Linked DNA regions of Mus musculus: all the other regions are linked to region 1. The links are chromatin contacts, called in public Hi-C, HiChIP or PLAC-seq and promoter capture Hi-C maps. All regions are on one chromosome and are shown on one strand. Each heading gives the region's core, a stretch centred on a gene start, on an enhancer-like site or on the middle of the called end of the contact. The rest is flanking DNA. Distances are from core to core; before and after follow the strand shown.

Region 1 (3,171 bases), core at 144-2,643:
TTACCAAGATAGAGACACCCAAGTGAGCTTTCAGGCCTGATTTAAAGCACATTAGAGAATTCCAGTGTAGGTGACCTCTATGTTAATCTGTTGTGCACATCTCTACAGAATTCTATTAACATGGTGTGGGGACTAGAAACTTGCTGGGGAGGTCTGGGAACTGTTACTAAGTAGCTGAGGATGTCTGGAAACTGCTGCTGACCCACTGTCCTTGCATCAGACGAGGTAGTTGGGACAGTCCATTACCTGGACATGAAGGCTGGAGCCTAGGGTTTTGTTTTGTTTTGTTTTTTTAAATCATCAATTGACTTCCCTGGACTTGCCCAGTTTTTAGGCCTAGTGTCCTTAACTGCCAATTTGAAGTCTGTCGTGAAGTCAGCCTAGCCTTCTCAAGGCTGTTAAAAACAATGGTCTCCAAGTAATCAGGATTTCCCCAGGAATCTCATGTTGGAATAAGGAAGGGTTTGACCTGAAACAGATGTCACAGCTCATCAGGCCATCTTGTAGGACAGTCAAATGATGGGCCATACCTTGCCTAACACTACTCATTTGTTCCATTTCAGTTTAAACAAACTCCACAGTCGACTTGGGAAAGTCACTGGACCTCTTCTTATGGCCACATTAAGTAAACCTATCAATGCTTTTCACTATTAACACTTTTTAGTTGGTGTACTGGGACCAGGTGGCCAAGTCTAGCTAGAGTGGACCCTAATAACTACAGCAGAAGTCTCGAAGAGCAATAGTTTCTCTAGCTCCTAAGAGGCCACAAAGCATGGCTGAATTGGATTTAACAAACCCTTAGACCCAAGCCTAGAGCTGGATGAGGAGAATACACAGTGGTGATCTTAGATCCAAAATTGTACATCGTCTCAAAATGGCTGTAAAGTTACCCCTCACATTCCCTGCAAGAGCTTGACCCATAAATAAACGTGGGCTGGAGAGATGGCTCGATGATTATGAGGACTGGCTGTTCTTCGAGGAGTTAGCTAGGTTCGATTTCCTGCACCCCACACGACCAGAGGACCCGACGGCCCTCTTCTGGCCTTCCCAAGCATTGCATGTAACAGTTGCATAGGCATAAATGCAGATAAAACACTCATATAAAATTGTTCATGGCAGATATGCATGAGTAGCTCTCCGTGACTCACTCTCTACGCCCCAAAGCAAGCCCAGCTTGCACCACGGATCCGAGACGGGCTCAATATATAACCACCTATAACCCAGACACCGAGATGGCGGCCAAGCACAGGAAGTGGCTTCCGGATCGCTTAAGATGGCCGCAACGGCGTGGGAGGGGCTGCAGGATAGGGGGCGGGGCGGGCGGGGCCGCGCAGAGCACGCTGGGTCGCGCTTGGGCTGCCGGGAAGGGGCGGAGCGCGGCCGCGCCGGCGCGTCGAGCCAGAAGCAGCCGCCGGGATGGTGAGCGGGCGCGGGGGGGAGGGGCGCGGGGCCGGGGGCGGCGGGGGCTCCGGGGCCACGCCGGGGGCCGCGGGCTAGCGCTGACGCGGGCCCGCCGTCCTCAGGACGTGTTTCTCATGATCCGGCGCCACAAGACCACCATCTTTACGGACGCCAAGGAGTCGAGCACCGTGTTCGAACTGAAGCGCATCGTCGAGGGCATCCTCAAGCGGCCGCCAGAGGAGCAGCGGCTTTACAAGGTGCGACGAGCGGGCGTGGCGGTTGCGCGCGCGGGGGTCCAGACAGGACACTTAACAAGGAGGTCTCTTGATCGTGCTGAAGAGCCGGCAGCATCAGGTCTCCCGGCAGCCGCCCCGCCCTGCCAGGCCGTCTTGCTCAGCGGTTGGGGAAACCGAGGCCTCGATAATCTTACGCAGCCGAAGGTCGTGGCAGAGCCAGGGTTTGTTCCTGGCTAGCCACCTTCGGCCTGTCGGGAGCCCACCGGAATCCCACTGTCACAGGGTGGGGTGGAACTCGAGGAATGCAAGTGTTGTTTAGAAGATAGGTCAAGATCCCACCAGTGATTCACCCAGCCAGTGTTTACCCTCGCCAGTCTTCTGATGTTCTAGAAACACTTGGCATTCAAGCTCACCTCCAGAAGCCAGCTCCAGTTTTGAATAAGCTAGCCTGCGGAGTTGGGTCCTCATGCCCCAATCCCGAGTCAGGCTTCCCAGAAGCGTGCCAGTAATCTAAATACATTGAGCTAATTCCAGCTGTAACTCCAGATTAGAGCCTGGATTCATGTCTCTAAAGGGCTTTTCTCACTGATACCCACTGATCTTTTTCTTGAAAGACCCTCTGCTGGTCTAGGAACCACATAGTGTTTTTAGTGCTGCTTTCTATGCTCCTCATAATTCCCGTTTTAAGGTTAAGGTTGATTTTTAAAAGAAAGGTGGGGAGTGGAGAGAAAAACTTGATAGGACTCAGGGGTGCAGCTGTGTTTAGTGTTAACATAACCTGTATGAAAGCCTAGGTTAGATCACCAGGCGGAAAAAACTGGGCAATAATCCTGTTTGGGAGCTAGATGTAGGAGGATCAGAATTTCAAGAACAAAATACTGTTTGAGATATTTTCTCAAAAAAAAAAAAAATTCCAACTACCTTTTGAATTAGATATATCTAGAGAGCTTGGAAAAGCCAGAATTCAGAGGCCTGTGAGTTTTATTTTTGTGTGTGTGATACCTGCTCTCATACAGTCCAGGTGCTCAGGTGCTCTGGAGGCCAAAGGGATCAGATCTCATGGAAGTGGAATTGTGAACCAATCTATATGGGTGCTAGAAAATGCCCTTGGAAGTCTCTGCCAGAGCTTTTAGCTGCTGTAAGCCATCAGTGCAGTCAGAGCTGGAAATTCTTGGATATAGTCCTGGAATATGTGTTTTATACTTAGGGATGCCTCTTCCTAAGTTCCTCACCTAAGTTGGCTGTCTTTGGGACCTTAGGACCTCTCCCTAAACCCTGCTTCTCTCTTCAGGATGACCAGCTCCTTGATGATGGCAAAACTCTGGGCGAGTGTGGCTTCACTAGCCAGACAGCACGGCCACAGGCCCCAGCCACAGTGGGCCTGGCCTTCCGAGCAGGTAAGATGGCTAACCTGGATGGATGGTAGCTAGCATCTGGTAACATCCAAAGAACAACAACTTTGGAAGCCTATACTGCTCCTCTGAGCTTTTAGGGAATACCTTTTCAGTCCACAAAGATCATGAAGTATTTGTTT
Region 2 (3,053 bases), core at 168-2,667, 130 kb after region 1:
GAACACCATGAAATGTATGAATGTATGTATGAACACCATGAAATGTATGAATGTATGTATGAACACCATGAAATGTATGAATGTATGAACACCATGAAATGTATGAAATGTATGTATGAATACCATGAACTGTATGAATGTATGTATGAACACCATGAAATGTATGAATGTATGTATGAACACCATGAGATGTATGAATGTATGTATGAACACCATGAACTGTATGAATGTATGTATGAACACCATGAAATGTATGAATGTATGTATGAACACCATGAAATGTATGAATGTATGTATGAACACCATGAAAACGTCTGGTATCCAAGGAGCCTCTTGACCCCCTAGAACTGAAGTTACAGATGAGACACTGAGACACCCAGCAGGTGTTGGGAATTGAACCTGGGTCCTCTGCAGGAGCAACAAGTGCTCTTAACCACAGAGCCATCTATCCAGTGTCCTCCAATTCCGAATTTGAAGGTATTGGCCCCTTTTTCTTTTTTCTCCTTTTGTTGTTTCATTTCATTTTTGAGCCGGATTCTTGGGCAGTTCAAGGTAGCCTCAAACTTGTTGAGTAGCTGAGGCCAGTCTTGGTGCCCTGATCCTCCTGTCTCTGCCTGCCAAGTGCTAGGGTGACAGGCTGGAGTCTCAGTTATTTATTTATCTTCTTTCTTTCTTTACCAGAAGCCCACCCATTTGTCATTCAGAATTATTGGGCATGTTAACATATATACTACACATTGCCACCAATCTCCCCATTTCCTGCCCAGGATCTCATCTAGCTCAAACTAGCCTTGAATTTGGCTATGTGGTTGATGATAACCTTGGGCTTCTTCGGATCTTTCTGCCTCCATCTCCCCCGAGTTCTGCAATTACAAAAATTACACCTGATTTGAGTGGGGCTGAGGGCTGGACTCAGAGCCTTATACAGCTAGCACTTCATCAACATAGCTGCACACCCAACCCAAAACACTGCATTTGAGTACTGGTTTTTTTTTTTTTTTTTTTTTTTTTTTTTTACATTTTGTTTATTTATTTTGTGTATGTGTGACTGTGTTCGTGCCACGGGTTCGGGGGTCAGAGGACAACTAATAGGAATTGGTTCTCTCCTTCCATTATGTGGATCTCCGGATTGAACTCAGTTCTAAGCTTGGAGGTAAGCAACTTTACCCACCTGGTAGTCAAGAAGTGGAAGTAGGAGGGCTTCGAGTGGGACAGCATCCTGAGCTGCGTATGGATACCAGCCTGGGACCCCTTGTCTCAAAACAGAAAATGGAGTGAAAATATGCATCACTTCAGCGTCACCATTGATAAACAGCAACAATTGCGGAGCTGTGACACATTTAATACTGTTGGGGCACGGCCTGGAGATTGCAACCTCTCAGAGCACCATCGGACCAGGAGAGGGAGCCCAGGGCGCGTATGCACCAGTAGCATGGCAGGACACGATGATTGGTTGGGGTGCCGAGGCAGCAAGCGCACCAGCTTGTGTTTGGCTGGAACGCGTTGCAAGCGACTGCAATTGGCCGGGAGGACCTAGCAGCCCTTGGCCCTCGCTCCAAGGCAGCGGCCGGCAGCGGGCACTGGGTCCTGGGGTGGCAGCATCGGCCAAGCTGGCGGCGCGGTGGCCCCGCTCCCGCTCGCACCCGCGGCGCGACCGCGGCCGCTTGCACTCTCGGCTTAGCCGATCTCGCGCGTCCCTGCCGCCCGCAGCGTCCCTGCCGCACCCGCCGCTGCCGGGGTTACCGCCCGGCCTGAGCTCCGGACGGCCGCTGCCCTCGGCGCTGGCCCTAGCTGAGCTGCCGCCGCTACCCGCACTCCCGCTGCGCCCGGAGTTGCTGGCGCCCTGGGGCCCCGGGGTCCACCTGGCACTGCCAGAGCTGCCGCCCGAGGTCTGCGCGCCCACGCCGCCCGCAGCCGTGCTCGCCCTGCAGGATCTGCCGCGTCTGCCCGCGCCCGCGCCGCCGCCCGCGCACTTGCCACTGCCGCCGCTGCCCGAAGCCGCGGTCGCCGCCACCCCCGGGCCGGTGGGTGCTCGCGGCCGGCCCCCGCTGCTCGCCGAGCCGCCTCCACAACCGCTGCCGCCGCTGCCCGCGCGACCCTCGCCCTTCACCCTGCTGGCGCCGCCGCACCCCCGCGAGCCCTGGCCGCTCCCAGCCTTTCCTCCGCCGCTGCCGCCGCCGCCCCCGCCGCCCTACTTCTTCCTGTCGCCGCCCTGCTGACCGCCTGGCTCCGCGGGGGCTACAAGCCGGTGAGTCCGTGCCTGGACACCGGCAGGCTCGGAAGGCCCGGCCAGAGCTCGACTGGGAATAAGACAAGAATGTCAGGACTGCAGCCAAGGCTGAGGAGAAAAAAAGTAAACCTGGCATTAAGATGAGGGATGTCAGCTGGGGCTGGCGGCACACGCCCCGTAATCCCAACTTTAGGGATAGTTAAGAAGAGGGATCACAAGTTAAAAGGTCAGCCTTTGTTACTTAGTGAGACCCTCATTCAAAGCAATTTAAAGAAAGATAAGGGACGTTTGCCCCTCCCCCACACCTCTTGTCCTGCAGCGTCCTCCCTAGGTAATTTAAGAAGTAACTCATCAAAGTACTGATAAAATGAGCTGTTGTTTTGGGACTGCAGAGCCTACCCAACACCTGCTGATGTGAAACACCCAGGTTCTGTGGATAAAAACAGAAGTTTGCCTTTTTTGTTTGTCTTGGGTTTTTAAGACAGATCTCTTTTTGTTTTTGTTCTTGTTTGGATTTTGTTGTTGTTTTTGTTTGTGTTATTGTTTTTCAAAACACGATTTCTCTGTGTAATGGCCCTGCCTGCCCTGGACTCGCTTCATAGACCAGGCTGGCCTCAAAGTCACAGAGACCAACCCGCCTTTGCTTCCCTGAGATCAGACCTTTTTTGCTATGTAGTACTAGCTGTACCTTGAACTCAGCAATTCCATTATCCTGTCAGCCTTCTGAGCGCTAGCTAGGTTAAATATTTGGGATACCACGCTGGGCTTTGAGAACAAAGGCTTCAGACTCTGCAGCTGGGGTCTGGAATGACACATTGTCCTT
Region 3 (3,063 bases), core at 44-2,543, 170 kb after region 1:
CTCACCAGGGGAGTCCATGGTGCCTTCACATCTGTGAAGATAGGTTGCTGCTGAAACATAGCCATTCGGCAGCAGCCCCCGGGCACGCCCCCTAGTGGCCTTTCAATTCTGCAGCCTGGGCCGACAAGGGTTAATGATCCATGTGGGCCACCCAGCTCCGTTAATGACCTCAGGGTAGACTGAGGCTGGAAGCAGAATGAAACCAACCATCTTGCCCTCACCTCCTGCCTCCTGCCTTTGTCACACATTCTTTGCCCTAGGGAAGATTTGTCCCAGCGCTCTGGTGCCACAAGCAACCCAATGACAGACCTTGCTCCTCTTCCCAGTCCCTCACCACCTGGGCACTAATCCTACCTAGAATGGCAGGGTCACGTAGACTCAGTCTTAGGGATGAAACCAACTTCCTATCCAGAGAGTACAGGCTCTCACCAGTGGGGACAGCTGTGTCTTGACCCTTTAGCCACAGGGATCCAACTCCTTCCCTTTCCAGAAACTCAGATTTCTAGCTCTTTGCCTTCCCATATCCTTGTCTACTTTCTCAGGACCCAAGTGCGTTAGACTTGGTTTAGCCTTGTCAGCCTTGATGGGCATCGCGTCCCTCTCCTGGACTCCAAGTGGAATCTCCGGAATCCTAATTTTATCAAGACTCAGGTATTCCTGCCTTTACCCCTCCTGACTTAGGAGCCTTCATCCGCAGACCCCCATTTTCCCTGAGCCCTGGCGCTGACCCAGCGCAGGGCGAGGTAACAGGTTGTGCCAGCCAGCGCGCCACAGCCTCCACTTCGGGTTTCTGTTTACTTCCCGGCCCGCCCCTGGGGACGGGAGCCCTGTGCTTTACGAGGGCCGCCAAGGGAGAAGGGTTCAGGGGCTCAGGAGAAAAGGCCTGACACTCTGGTTTCTCCATGCCAACCCCGGGAGGGTCCCCGCCCCCTACTCACCCCGGAGCCCACGCGCACCTGTTCCCCTCCCCTCGACAGGTGCCAAGTACAGCTGGCCGGAAAAATCCCAGGTGTTACACATGTCCCAGTCTAGTTGTCCTAGGGCTAGACCCAGTGGGTTCTCCGACCCGTTCCTATCACAAGGGCAAGCATGATAATCACTCTTTGCGGCAGGTGTCCGGCATCCCGGAGTTACTTCCAGAGTCCCTAGAGGCTGTTCCCGATCTCCATCCTACCGTTCCGACCGGTCCTCTCCAACCATGCCCAAAACCTGAGTGTCCCGCCCTCATCACCCCCTAGGCTCTCACCTGTCGCCACCAGGCTCCCTCCGAGGTTCCCCGATCCCCAAGTCCTCTTCCGGAGGCGGTGCCAGGTGCAAGCTTGCACAGGTGAGGGGGCGGTGCCGCGGGAGGGGTTGGGACGCCCCCTGGTGGTGGGAATGGCTAGGCACTGTCAAAGGAATGTCACATCCATCCTCTTAAAGATCCATCTTGCTTCTTACTGGGAACATTAATTGAACACCTACTATGTGCAGATCTACAGGCTGAGCAAAGAAGTCAGCTTCTTATTCTTCATGCTTGCCCTTGTGATAGGAAATTATTAGTAAGGATACCGTGGTAAGCCCTCCACTAAGAAAGCCCTTTTATAGTAATTTTTTTTCTTTTGTAACACCCTAAGGAAGCAGCATCTACTGACACACTATTTTATAGAAGGGCAAGCTGAGGTTCAGGGAAGCCACCGGCTTTGTTTGGGGTACAAGTTTGTTATTGTCTTAATTACTTTTCTATTGCCATGACAAAGTATCATGACCAAGGCAACCTATAAAAGAAAGCATTTATTTTGGGGACTCATGGCTCCAGAGGGTTAGAGACCATGAGCATGGCAGCAGGCAGGCAGGCTTTGTACTGGAGCAGTAGCTGAGAGCTTACCTCTGATACATGGGCAGGAAGGGGAGCAAGAACGAGAGCAAGGACCTGGCATGGGCTTTTAAAATTTCAAAGCTTACCTCTTTGGCACATGTCTTCCAAAAAAGTTTGACTTCCTAATCCTTCCCAAACAGTTCAACCAACTGGGGACAAAGCATTCAAATGTACGAGCCTACAGGAGGGGGCATTCTCATTTGAACCCCCACAGTTATGTACAGTGAATGTGTGCGGTGCCATTTTTGGGATGTGTGTGTGACAGGGTCTCATGTGTCACAGGATGGCCTCAAATTTACTAAAGAACAGGGGACCTTGAGCTTCCAGATGCTCCTGGCTCCATCTCCTGGTCGTAGGATAACAGGCATGTACCACCCCACACTCAGCCTATGCTGTGCTGGGGTTTGAATCCGTGCCTGGTGTGTGCTAGGTAAGTACTCGACCAGCCGACGGTATCACCAGCCCTAGCATCTTATTCTTTTTTGTTTGTTTGGAGACAGGGTTTCTCTTTGTAGCCCTGGCTGTCCTAGAACTCACTTTGTAGACCAGGCTGGCCTCGAACTCAGAAATCTGCCTGACTCTGCCTCCTGAGTGCTGGGATTAATAGTTCCGTGCTGCATACAAGACACTGATTCCCTGGCACCTAAGGTGGCTTGCCTCGAAGCACACCTGAGTCCATGTAGCTCCAGAGGTGGGGTCTCAGTTCTTTTTTTCTGCAGAGTTGGGTCTCATGCTCCAGCAAGGCCCATGGTATCAAGGGACAGGAGCCAAGACAGGTGATGTCAGATCAGCTCACAAAGTGAAACCCAGCACTGGCCTTGTGGCTCCTCATAATTCTAGACACCAGGGCTTCCTGAGGCACAGGACAGGAATTCCAGGCCTGATAAAGAGGACAAATGTATCTCTGGAAAAGAGGTGTGCTGGCAAGGGTTTAACAACGGGTTTCTGGGGAAAGTGAACTTGATACATTTACCTGTTTCTGTGGTGTAAATACTCACTCTAGGCTGATTGGAAGCTGCTACCAGAATACCAGCTGAGTGTAAGTAGGAAGGGTATATACATAATCAGGGGAGAGAGAGAGAGAGAGAGAGAGAGAGAGAGAAAGAGAAAGAGAGAGAGAGAGGAGGGGGGAGGGAGAGATGCTGGAATTGAACCCACAGCTTCTACATTCTACCCAAGAGCTCTCCTACTAAGCTACATTTCTC
Region 4 (3,220 bases), core at 404-2,903, 150 kb after region 1:
GACTCTTTTTTGTGACTCTTTGGGGGGCAGGGACGGCGGGGGGACGACGACGACGACGACGACACCCTGTCACACTGCATACCTATGATCAGAGTTTGTTCTCTTCTTCTACTCTGTGGGCCCCAGGGATCGAACTCAGATTGCCAGGCTTGGCAGCAGGCAATCTTACCCACTGAATCATCTCGTGCTCTTCCCGAGGCCCTTAAGAAAGCAATATATAGCCGGGCAATGGTGGCTCACGCCTTTAATCCCAGCAGTTGGGAGGCAGAGGCAGGCGGATTTCTGAGTTAGAGGCTAGCCTGGTCTTCAGAGAGAGTTCCAGGACAGCCAGGGCTATACAGAGAGACTCGTTTTGGAGAAAAAAAAAGAAAGAAAGAAAGAAAGAAAGAAAGAAAGAAAAGAAAGAAAGCAACAGAAAGCAACATATATGGCCAGGCGTGGTGACACATGCCTTTAATACCAGGGCTGGGAAGGGAGAGGCAAGCGGATCTCTGTGAGTTTGAGGCCAGCCTGGTCTACAACGTGAGTTCCAGGACAGTCAGGGCACAGTGAAACCTTGTCACAAAACAAAACACAGAGCCAGGCGTGGTGGCGAATGCCTTTAATCCCAGCACTCGGAGGCAGAGGCAGGTGGATTTCTGAGTTCGAGGCCAGCCTGGTCTACAAAGTGAGTTTCAGGACAGTCAGGGCTATACAGAGAAACCCAGTCTCGAAAAACCAAAACCAAAACCAAACCAAACAAACAAAACAAAACACCAAGACAAAAAAACAAAACAAAAACCCAACCAACCAACCAACCAACCAACCAAAAAAAGCAGCACGTGGGTCTGGAAAGATGGCTCATGGGTTAGCCTTTCTGCTCTTCCAGGTGCTCTTTTTTTTTTTTTTTTTTTTTTTGCTCCCAGCTTATAACCACTTGAAATTCGATTGCCAGGAGATCCGTTGCCCTTCTCTGGACTCCAGAGACACTCAAACATATGTGTCACACACACACAAATAAAAGGTATCTTTCAAAAAAGAAAGTAGCATTTCTATATATGCTTGCAGTACTGTTTACTGATACCGGAGAATGCCAACATCAAGATCAGCCTAAGCTATGCAGCTAAAAAACTAAACCAAACCAAAGAAAATCGGTGTGGTGGTTCCTGCCTACAATCCTAGCACTTGAGAGGCTGAGATGAGACAGAATGTTTCAAATTCGAGGCTACTCTGGGATAGAGTATGAGATTTTGTTGGTCCCCCCCACCCCCAAATCCAAACAAAGCAAGCAAACATAAAGGATGTGTGGATATAACTCAGTTCTCGCCTGGTATGTTTGAGCCTCTGGTCTCCACCCCAGAATTGCAAAAGAATAGACAAATCTAATTTATTTGGGCTTAAAAAGAGGAAAAACCCAACTATGCAGTTATGTCTTATAACTGATTTCCTTCGCTCCACATCGTGGGTACTCAAGTTTGCAGAGGGCGGAGTAGGGTAGACACTTGGCGGGACTGTGTTGAATGAATGGTTTTACTGAACTGACTGGGTTTAACTAACTGCTTACTCGCAAAGCAGAGTGGCTGTTGGGGCGGGCCGAGGCCAGCGCTCCGCCCCGGAAGGCGGGGGCGGGGGCGGAGCCGCAGCCCTGAGTCTGGCTTGCGGGTGGTGGGAGCAGACAGTTCTTGCCTCGGGACCGGCAATCATGGCTTCGGCTTGGCCGCGGTCTCTGCCGCAGATCCTCGTGTTGGGATTCGGCTTGGTGTTGATGCGCGCCGCGGCCGGGGAGCAAGCACCAGGTATGCACGGCTCAGACGACGGTAAACCTCGGACTTTGGGGAGGTCAGAAACGGAATTTGAGTGCCTGGAGAACCCGGTGAAACCAGGGAACCGGGAAGACACGAGGATTTGCGATTTGTGCTCTTCAGGCAGCAAGTTCCAAGTGGGAAAGGTCTCAAGTTTTATCCGCAGTCCGAGCTTCAGTTTCGCTACCTGTCCAATTGAGGTGTGGGAGGTCTTCTGTCTCAAAAGTGAGAGCCAGAGTAGAGAGAGAACGTATATTTGAGGGCAGGAGGTTTGTTTTGGGAAGGGGGCACGTCCTCAAACTGGTCTGTAATGAGATCTGTCCAGTCTTGGTATCTTTGAATCGCGAAGGGGCAATGGGGACTTTGCCCTCTATACCATGTGGGGGTGCCCCTTCCATCCGGTGACTTCAATGCCCAGTTATGCGGGGGGAGGGACTGGGGTCGGGCCCGGTGCCCAGGAGTGAGTCACACTGTGGCGCGCGGGGGGGTACTGTCCCCCCCCAAGTCCCGCGCCACTCGACCCCCCTCCCGCACTGCCGCGTTTGGGTCAGGCGATGCGGTCACCTGCGAGGAATGAGTGGGGGGCGGGGGGGACACGCGATAGTGACTCACGTTATTCGAGCCGACTGACCCTGACCTCAGCCCCCAGAATAGCCGCACCCAGCCGCAAGCTTCTGACCTGCAGCCCCCTCCTCAGGCACCTCCCCATGCTCTAGCGGCAGCTCCTGGAGCGCGGACCTCGACAAGTGCATGGACTGCGCTTCTTGTCCAGCGCGACCACACAGCGACTTCTGCCTGGGATGTGAGTGGGGGCGGGGTGGGGCTGGTGGCAAGCGGATCCTAGACCTGGGTAGTGGGTTGTTGGGGCAGAGAGGAGGGTTGTAGACGTAGGATATAGGAAATCAGGGAAGACTGACTGAGGAAGGGGCTTCTATCAGGGTGTGTATTGTGTGTGTGTGTGTGTGGGGGGGTAAGCTTGAGACCTCCTTGAGGACAGACTAGACTGCTGTCCCAAGGGCAAGATCTGATTTGAACCCTGATCACTAGGCGCCGCAGCACCTCCTGCCCACTTCAGGCTACTGTGGCCCATTCTGGGGGGCGCTCTTAGTCTGGTCCTGGTTTTGGCGCTGGTTTCTAGTTTCCTGGTCTGGAGAAGATGCCGCCGGAGAGAAAAGTTTACTAGTAAGTGAGCTCTCCACCCTCGCTCCTCCCACCTCCCTCATCACTTCCCTAATTGTCCCCTAACCACAACAACCCCACTTTTTATTTTCCAGCCCCCATAGAGGAGACTGGTGGAGAGGGCTGCCCAGGTGTGGCACTGATCCAGTGAGGAGCACCCGCGCTGGGGCCCACTCGTCGTCCATTCATTCATTCTGGAGTCAGCCTGGCCTTCCAGACAGAAGCCGAGCCAGACTCTTTCAACCACAAGGGGGTGGGGC

What was found. Hi-C and Micro-C count contacts between places; a contact is called where the count stands out from the background. HiChIP or PLAC-seq counts read pairs in DNA pulled down with a chosen protein or histone mark. Capture Hi-C pulls out chosen DNA fragments and counts their contacts.
Region 2: a contact with region 1 is called in a FOXA1 HiChIP or PLAC-seq map of pancreatic cancer cells. The contact joins the enhancer-like site here to the promoter of Elob in region 1. A contact is called at or near these places in 2 of 39 promoter capture datasets (cranial neural crest and liver), 2 of 484 Hi-C or Micro-C datasets (the G1E-ER4 cell line and granulosa cells), 5 of 115 datasets of contacts at active chromatin or transcription factors (effector CD8 T cells, embryonic stem cells, extraembryonic endoderm stem cells and 1 more) and 4 of 9 other capture datasets (adipose tissue, embryonic stem cells, liver and 1 more).
Region 3: a contact with region 1 is called in a Hi-C map of embryonic stem cells, with 1.9 times the contacts expected there. The contact joins the promoter of Bicdl2 here to the promoter of Elob in region 1. A contact is called at or near these places in 8 of 39 promoter capture datasets (the C10 cell line, the HPC-7 cell line, embryonic stem cells and 4 more), 1 of 15 datasets of contacts at CTCF or cohesin (CD8 T cells), 4 of 484 Hi-C or Micro-C datasets (all in embryonic stem cells), 3 of 115 datasets of contacts at active chromatin or transcription factors (embryonic stem cells and pancreatic cancer cells) and 3 of 9 other capture datasets (adipose tissue, liver and pancreatic islet).
Region 4: a promoter capture Hi-C map of liver shows a contact between it and region 1. The contact joins the promoter of Tnfrsf12a here to the promoter of Elob in region 1. A contact is called at or near these places in 3 of 39 promoter capture datasets (the C10 cell line, cranial neural crest and embryonic stem cells), 2 of 15 datasets of contacts at CTCF or cohesin (CD8 T cells and the NIH/3T3 cell line), 10 of 484 Hi-C or Micro-C datasets (CD8 T cells, the G1E-ER4 cell line, Th1 cells and 6 more), 6 of 115 datasets of contacts at active chromatin or transcription factors (the 230-238 cell line, the SCID.adh cell line, embryonic stem cells and 1 more) and 4 of 9 other capture datasets (adipose tissue, embryonic stem cells, liver and 1 more).

Annotation. Positions count from the first base shown.
Region 1 is chr17:23,827,331-23,830,501 of GRCm38.p6, reverse strand. Elob (elongin B) reads left to right here and starts at 1,393. Exons shown (of 4, transcript NM_026305.2): 1 at 1,393-1,419; 2 at 1,524-1,658; 3 at 2,929-3,034. The coding sequence starts at 1,417.
Region 2 is chr17:23,698,680-23,701,732 of GRCm38.p6, reverse strand. No RefSeq gene overlaps it. Among named protein-coding and RNA genes, the nearest start is that of Cldn9, 16 kb to the right of the region's middle. Within about 2 kb of position 1,417, at least 138 of the 459 cell types and tissues checked have an H3K27ac peak or open chromatin away from gene starts, as enhancers often do. A contact at or near this core is called in the G1E-ER4 cell line, extraembryonic endoderm stem cells, granulosa cells and 2 more, where this site is marked.
Region 3 is chr17:23,658,736-23,661,798 of GRCm38.p6, reverse strand. Bicdl2 (BICD family like cargo adaptor 2) reads right to left here and starts at 1,293. Exons shown (of 10, transcript NM_153784.3): 1 at 1,247-1,293; 2 at 1-31. The coding sequence starts at 18.
Region 4 is chr17:23,675,882-23,679,101 of GRCm38.p6, reverse strand. It overlaps Tnfrsf12a (tumor necrosis factor receptor superfamily, member 12a), which reads left to right and starts at 1,653. Exons shown (of 4, transcript NM_013749.2): 1 at 1,653-1,775; 2 at 2,479-2,583; 3 at 2,829-2,963; 4 at 3,056-3,220. The coding sequence starts at 1,682. The coding sequence ends at 3,111.